2 separate regions of the Mus musculus genome follow, and region 2 is linked to region 1. The links are chromatin contacts, called in public promoter capture Hi-C maps. All regions are on one chromosome and are shown on one strand. Each heading gives the region's core, a stretch centred on a gene start, on an enhancer-like site or on the middle of the called end of the contact. The rest is flanking DNA. Distances are from core to core; before and after follow the strand shown.

Evidence for each region. Capture Hi-C pulls out chosen DNA fragments and counts their contacts.
Region 2: a contact with region 1 is called in a promoter capture Hi-C map of liver. The contact joins two enhancer-like sites. A contact is called at or near these places in 1 of 39 promoter capture datasets (liver), 1 of 484 Hi-C or Micro-C datasets (nephron progenitors) and 3 of 9 other capture datasets (adipose tissue, liver and pancreatic islet).

Annotation. Positions count from the first base shown.
Region 1 is chr2:4,936,308-4,940,413 of GRCm38.p6, forward strand. It overlaps Phyh (phytanoyl-CoA hydroxylase), which reads left to right. Exons shown (of 9, transcript NM_010726.2): 8 at 1,369-1,503; 9 at 2,000-2,436. The coding sequence ends at 2,053. Among named protein-coding and RNA genes, the nearest start is that of Gm13194, 3.7 kb to the right of the region's middle. Within about 2 kb of position 1,689, at least 3 of the 459 cell types and tissues checked have an H3K27ac peak or open chromatin away from gene starts, as enhancers often do. A contact at or near this core is called in liver, where this site is marked.
Region 2 is chr2:5,031,653-5,035,579 of GRCm38.p6, forward strand. It overlaps Optn (optineurin), which reads right to left. Exons shown (of 14, transcript NM_001356487.1): 8 at 3,316-3,431; 9 at 2,502-2,651; 10 at 1,479-1,572. Among named protein-coding and RNA genes, the nearest start is that of Mcm10, 21 kb to the left of the region's middle. Within about 2 kb of position 2,054, at least 25 of the 459 cell types and tissues checked have an H3K27ac peak or open chromatin away from gene starts, as enhancers often do. A contact at or near this core is called in liver, where this site is marked.

The sequences.
Region 1 (4,106 bases), core at 439-2,938:
TCCATAGAGTTCTCAACAGCAGTGTCCTTCTCTGCACTCAGCTGCTTCTAAGGCAAAGACAATGGCTGAATTTCCAAAGGAGAATCATTTGGAATTTATAATGTTCACTCTAAGGCACAACAGGAAGCAAGTTTATAATATCTTCACTATTGAGAAATATAGCATTGATCCTAAACAGTACTGAGTTCTAAACTTTACACAGAAATCGGATTCAACAGGCACTCCTATTCCTTACCTTAAGAGTGTATACAACTTCATACACTGCTGCCTACATTAAAAATTCCCCACAAATGCCCCCTGCTTCTCACTTCCACTAGTCCAGTAGATCTGCCAGTCCTGTGGGTCCTCTCTTCCCTATGGGAACACAGGGGTCCATTCCAAACCTTAGGGCTCCTTTGGGTCTAAGTGGGGTTTTATGGTTTGTCACATGGTTCTCATCCAGCCCTGCTGCTCTTTGAGGGCAAAGAGAAGGTGCCAGACATAGCCTTCTCTTCACTTACGTTCCCTCTAGCTTGTCTGGAGCTTGGAATTAGGCAAAGGAGGCAGAGGAGCTGTCTTGGGACAAAACTGAGGGGTTGGTAAAACTCCAGCTATCAAGCTAAGTAATATTCTAGTACTTCACAATCCAACAGCCGTGCTGCCTACTACACCAATGTTTTAAAACAAGAGGCAGGGATGGCCCCGAGAGTCGTACAAGTGTGGGCTGTAGTCATTACAGTACAAAAAAATATACGTTCTGAAATCATGAATTTACCCTTTCTATTTTTTCTAGTGTCTTGAATATTCTAGAAAAATATTCACCATTGTTTCATAACAGAATGCACATGGAAGAGCTCACATTTCCCTCTTTTTTTTTTTTTTTTTTTTTTTGGTTTTTGAGACAGAGTTTCTCTGTATAGCCCTGGCTGTCCTGGAACTCGCTTTGTAGACCAGGCTGGCCTCGAACTCAGAAATTCGCCTACCTCTGCCTCCCGAGTGCTGGTGGAAAAATTTAAATGCCCAAAAATATTGAAGATCTCTTCAAGGACTAGACTTCCTAAATACACCTTTTAAAAAGAAGTGTCGCCGAACAGTGGTGGCACATGCCTTTAATCCCAGCATTTGGGAGACAGAGGTGTTCTCTGTATGTATGTCCTCTTGCGACATGCATACAAACACACACAAACATTGTTTGAAATTTTAAAATATTTTATAATTTCTCACTTAGCCTTGGGAGGAGACTGGTGTAAGATACTGTAGACCACCTCTCCAATTGAAAAATCAAATCCAAGTGAAACAGTTCTGTTCTCAGAGGGCTCTACTTGGCTTCGGGCATAACGGGATCGACAAACTGTTCCTCTCCAATCTTAGTCGGTCCTTTCTCTACAGGCAATTTCCTGCCACTTCGGCAGCTCTGACTGCCAGTGTATCGATGTGAGCGGCACCAGTCAAGAAAATATTGCAAGGGAAGTTGTCGAGATGGCAGAGAAAAAGTATGGATTCCAAGGAGTCATGGACTTTAAGGTACTGCATGCGATCACAGAGGAAACGCTAGGGGGCTAGGGGTCCCTTCCTTCGGGGTTAATCTGAAAGCAGACAGGCTTCTGTTTCGCGCTCACTTCAGAGCTGTGGCTGAACCCACTAAGAAGGGCAACATAGAGCTTTAGCTGTGCATAGTCCCTGTTGTTGCAGACCCGTTCAATCAATCCCCGTGGGCGGGCACATTCGATTTGGAAAGCTGGTTTTATTTTCTTTGTCATCACAAAGGCCGGCATAGGGCTCAAAGACAGAATCAGTGATGACTCAGGGCTGTTAGTACAAGGGGCACACAGAAGTCACACCCCATGTCACCAATCATCTACACTATCTTGACTGGAGTCCCAGAATGTAGTTTATCTATTAATCAATATAACTATTAATATTTTTCCTACTTAATCATTTATAAAGGCTTTTGAACCCTTTAATCATGGTGGGTAGGCCAATGGAAGTATTTCACAAACTCTGTTTGATCTTATTTTAGGACACTTGGATATTTCGAAGCCGACTTGTGAAAGGAGAAAGAATAAACATTTGAAACAGCCCTTCAAGAGTGAGGTACTGGGATGATAGTCTGAGACAGGAGCATCGAGAGTTCGAGTACAGCCTGAGCTACACAGAAGGATGCTATCTCCTCCTCTTTCCCCCATAAACAAAATGAAAAGAGTTAGCTCTTCCTTATAATTCCTTTAAAGAGGACATCAAAGCAAAGAAAGACATCTAAGGAAAAAAATTTTTAACTGAGATGATGTTCTCTTTTTATCACCTGTTAACAAGATCAAGATGCACGTATTGGGGATTCATGAATTTAATTAATGTGGTACTATTGTCTTAATGGAGTGAAATATTACTGTTTTAAGAAAAACTAACCTAGGGTGTAACTAATAAAGGTGACTGAGTATAATGTAGGCATATTAAGTCAATTTCTTTTTTTTAAGATTTATTTATTTATTATATATGAATACACTGTAGCTGTCTTCAGACACTCCAGAAGAGTCAGATCTCATTATGGATGGTTGTGAGCCACCATGTGGTTGCTGGGATTTGAACTCAGGACCTTCGGAAGAGCAGTCATTACTCTCAACTGCTGAGCCATCTCTCCAGCGCCCCAATTTCTTTCTATGCAAGCAGAAATGATTTCTTGGAAGCTCAGTCTACCTCACGTTGTACATCCCTCCCCTCATGAGCCCGCCTCCTACCAGCTTCCTATCATAGAGGTGTTGTTCTCAGTTAGAGCATACAGTGAATATTCACAGCTACAGTGCGCAGGAGAGAACCATGGAGGTGATAAAGGTTGAATCTCATTTTCTCACACACGATTCCTTGCATGACACCACCAGCCCAACACCTTCCATAAACACAGGTTAGTCGTCACCCTACTATCCTTTGGTGCTGAGGAGTGAAAACAAGGGTACCTAGCTTGGTGGGGTATGTTTCAACCCATCCAGGGAAAACATCTACAAATACTAGAAGGTATTTGTAACCATATTTTTCTGGCTTAACTTCTGCAAGGTCCTCCTCCCAATGAGCTCCAGGCCGTTCTCCCCTTGGTCTTTTGCCCTGTTTACTCTTGGCTGCATAAGCATTCACTTGCCAACATACCTTATACTGTTCTACTATCGCTCTGGACCAGAGCCTGAGGTCCATTATATATACACTTTAGGTCCCTTAACTGCTTGGACAAGCTTTTTTATCCCCTAAATGAGTCCATTGATGCATTTGGCCTTGTAAGTCTTTTGCTTGCTTTCTGGGGAGTATAGTTCTCCCTTCTTGTGTGCGCCATTGTTCTACCTTCTCTTGGTAATAGTTGGTAGGGTGGCTAGCAATCTGAGTCCTTTCTTCTTCTGTGTATTTTGAGTCTAGCCTGAGAGTCAGGACTCTGTAGATTCCTTCCCTGTCGCTTTTCTTTATTCTCTTTCTCTGCTCCTTTTCCTCCTCTGTCTCCTTGTTATGGTAGACTTTCTCAGCAACCTGAACTAAATTCTTCAATGACTTATTCTGTCTTTCTAGCCTCTGACACTTTTTCCTGATATGTCTACTAGCCTGGTCTATAAAAGCCATTGTCACGGTAGTTTTATGCTCTTTGCTGCTGGGGTCATAGGGTGTATATTGGTACTCTAGAAAGGCTGCGGGCAATTCATCTGGTCTCTGCTTAACCTCACGTACCTTGGTCAAATTTGTGGGCCGTCATGCAGTGGAATGTGGTGGGAGACCGTTAGGTGCGCCTTACATTTTGCCATATTAAAGTTCCAGTCAGGTCTAGTCAGGGAAAGCCCACTGTCCATGACAGCCTGGTCAATCGATGGTGCCCCCTGTGTCTGAGGGGGTATTCTTTCTGGCTTCTGGCTTCCTGCATTATAAATAAAACACTCTCAAAGAGATTAACCAGCCCTTAGTGGGAGAGCCACCATGGTATCAGGGGAGGTCGCTCTCAGACTTTATGTCCTCATGGCAGAGCAGGGAAGTTGGGAGTCTCCTCCCGCTCTTCATCTAGTAAAGGGGGGGAGGTACAATGGCCCCGGTCTCCTATGGGCTGAGGATCCCGGAACCTGTACTGGCAATGGTGGGACCATGGGGGGCAAGGGTAGGGA
Region 2 (3,927 bases), core at 804-3,303, 96 kb after region 1:
ACTGTAGCTGTCTTTAGACACACCAGAAGAGGGTGTCAGGTCTCACTATGGATGGTTGTGAGCCACATGGTGATGTGGTTGCTGGGACTTGAACTCAGGACCTTCGGAAGAGCAGTCGGTGCTCTCACCCACTGAGCCATCTCTCCAGCCCAAACACTTTCTGAGAAGGTAACAGCGAGTGAGCGTAGCATAGCACTGTTCCCAGTAGATGAGTTCAGATCTCAGCACACACGAAACCAGATCAATGTCCCATGAGAACAAGCCTACTCTGATGAGCCTGAGGCATGGATACTATTATTTATCTTGTTACTTTAGCTTTGATGTTACTTTAGTTTACATTTAAAAGGGATCAGGTCCTTATTGGACAATGCAGCTCACACCTCTAATCCCAGCACTCTGGAGGCAGCAGGGATGGGTAGAACTCTGAGTTCAAGGCCAGCCTTGTCTATGCAGTGAGTTCCAGGCTAGCCAAGGACACATAAAGGCTCTTTCTCTAGATAAACAAACAAACAAACAAACAAACAAACAAAAGGTTCTCTCTCTTTTTTTAAAGCTATAGTTTAAGAGAGTTATAAAATTTTTTTGTTTTTTAATGAAGTAAAAAGGCCTGGGGGATTACCCAGTCCCTAGTGCCTGCTGTGTGTATGAGATCTGAGGCCAGTTCCTCAGCATCCATCTAAAAGGTAGATATGGTGATAACTCTTGCTTGCAACCCTAGTCCTGGGGATGCAGAGACAGGAGGGTGCCTGGTTTGCTGGCTGGCCAGCCTAGCCAATTGGTAAGCTTCAATAAGAGAGACCCTCAGAAACTAAAGTGGCCTGTCTCAAAGAAAATACCAAAGTCAGCTTTTGACTTCCACATGAACATGCCAATATGTACATGGACCCCACCCCCTACACCCTGCCCCCTCTGGAAAAGGAAAAGAAAACATGGTGCTTATGTCAGAGACCTGTAATCGTAACTACTCAGGAGATTGAGCAGTAGGCTTGCAAGTTCAAGGTCTGCTCAAGTAACTCTGAGACCCTGTAAGAGGGAAGGCAGGAGGGTGTAGCTCAATAGTAGAACATTTGCCAAATATGCAAGAGGCCCTAGGCTTATTCGAACATCCTTACTAATTTAAACTAAATGCTGTAAAACCAGGGTTCCAAGTTCAGTGCCAGCAGGCAAGATGGCCTTGCACAGTCTCAGCCAGTAGATGGCTATAGCTAGCTGTCTCGCTCCACTGTTGACAAGGAGCCCAGGCTCTCAGCTTTCCTACAGACACACCCTCGGGAAGTAGGAAAAGCCCTTGCCCTGCCTGGAGACATCAGCACCCCCTCCATACACAAGTCACGTTTTATATACAAGCTGAGGTGAAAAGCTATAATAATTCTGTTACAACTGATAACCGCAAAGCAGTTCTTGAGAGTGGATTTAGTTGAGGGGTCATTTGGTGGTTCAATCCCCAGGCTATGGAAGTACCTTTGCTCTGTAAATACCTGTTGCTTGGTTAGTTCTTCAATTGTTTTCAGTGCCTTATTATGTTCTTGAAGGAGCTTGTTGTGAGTTGCCTGCAGAGTGGCTAACCTGGACCTATTAAAATGTGATATTAAAAGTGGAATAATGAGGGAAATATCACAGAAGCCCATCCTCCTGTCTCCCTAACAGACTTTGAAAACTCAAGTAGAAAAATCTCTTGGTTTTTTTCCATCCCACCAACTTTTAACTCTCAGCTTGACAGGACCAGGAGTCACCTGAGGAAAGTCTCAGTGAGAGATCGCTTCCATCAGGTTGGCTCAGGGGCCTGTCTGTGAGGACTGTCTGCACTGCCTTTACCCATGTCGGATGACCTGCCACATGAAAGCAGTGACACCGGCCAGTCCCTAGCTTAGGGCTCTCGATTATCCCAGCACTCGGGTGTAAGAGGCAGGTGGATCTCTGTGAATTCTGGGACAGCCAGAGAAACACAGACCAATCCTGTCTCAAAAAACAAAACTAAGCAATAGAAGTAGGCAAGGCAAGCTGAGAACTAAGCATTCATTTCTCTCTGCTCTTGACATGATGTGAATGGGCTTCCAGCCCAGAGCGCCTTGGCCAACTCCCTCCCAGTGAGTGGCTGGACCGTGTAAGCTAAGATAACCCCTCTGTCCACGAAGTTGCTTTGTCAGGCTATTTTATCATGGAACAGAAATGAAACTACAGCCACCACTTGTCAGCATTTTTCTTACTCTCAAAGAAAATGGTATCTTCCATAAGACTGTCTTTCTCTCAAAAGATAGAATAAAAATAATTTTCCTATTTTTGCTACAACGCAAAACTTTAATCTGTCCAGGAGTCTCCTAGACATCTAGTTTCCAGATGGTAAAACAGATTTTATGCCATGACTCCCAGGTACACCCCCACCCCCACCCCACCCCATCTGTATTTGGCCAGCTGTCCTTCCCCTTCTGGGTGAGCTGCCGCCCCACCCCGCCCCGCCCCCGCCCCGCCCCCACCCCACGCACACAGGTGCACACACTCACTTCTCCTCCTCTGTCTTGGCCTGCTCCATCTTGATTTCGGAGCGCATGCTCTCCACCTGCAGCTCTAACTTCTTGTTACTGTAAACGAGCTCTTGCTTTTCATTCAGCTCTGATGGTGTTGCAGAGTTCTTCCTCTCCAGAGCCTGACACCTGAAAAAGATGAATATTCCCCGAGGAGAAACAACACTTTGTCACTCTCCCTGGCTTCTGCACAAATCCTCAAGAGGATATCAAGTACAGAGTGTGGTAGGGCCACAGGGCAAAACACTTTGTTCTTTTTGCTTCAGGTTTGCTTTCTTGTTTTGTTTCTTCCCGCCTTATGGTGGGTGGGATATTTTAAACATCTTATATTTTTAATATATTTTTACCCAACCTGAACTAAGGAGCAAATTACAGCAAAATCCCTGGGCACCCTTCAGAATCTAAAGTCTGCCTGTCACAAAGACTCTCATTTCTGATGAGGATCCAGTAAGAGGAAAGGAAAGCCCCGAGCATCTCCTATGAGAGCCGAAAGACAGATACACTATGGCTATGTGCAGGGTGTTAATGCCAAGTACAGCAAATCTCTCACATCACAATACTATATGTAGCTCTGTACAGGGGTTACAGAGGTTGGTGCTCTTCACAGCACAGTGCAAGTCCTCTTGTGTCCTTATGACCCGTGTGACAACAGCTTCAGGAATACACACCAACACTAAGTTCTCTTTTTCTGAACCGTCTATCAGGTCCCTGCTTGTTTTAATACAGTAACAAAACTGCTTTGCTACAGTAACGCACTTCATAAATCATGCGAGGAAATTAAATGAGTTATTACTTTTCTTGAAGTCTCTTCTTCATCAGCTCAGCCTCACTGAGTTTTGTGTGTGCCTCTTGAAGCTCCTTAAACAGAGAGGTCACTTGAATGCTCAGTGTTTCCACTTCGCTTCCAACCTGTCAGACAATGTCAGACATTCACGTGAGACAGAGCATTCGAGAGGAGGTGGACCTTGTGTGAGGAGAAAGTATGGACCACTAATATCCAGCTAACACGGAAACCCTGAGTAGACTTGATTTGCGCAAGACTTCCCCAAGTGACTTATGTGAAAAGCAGTCTGGGCAAGCTTGTGTTTCTGTGCACCACATCCACTATCAGTCTAGGCCTGTGTGATAATGGATTTACTGCTAAACCTGGACCTACTCAGGCTTCTGGGATCACAGGTCACCAGGTCAAAATATAACTTTATTCGTGTGGGGAAAGACTCCGAGACTATATTGCCTTGCCAATGTCTGCTTCTAGCTTACGTAATTATTTGTTATCCAGCTCTTCTCCCGGAAGCCCGCCAGTTGTCAATTTGCATATGAGTTTTATCCGAGCTTAGAAACATCAATACTTTCCCATTAACTGTTGGTCCATCAGTTAACGGTGTGCTGTTCTGGCAGCGTGCTC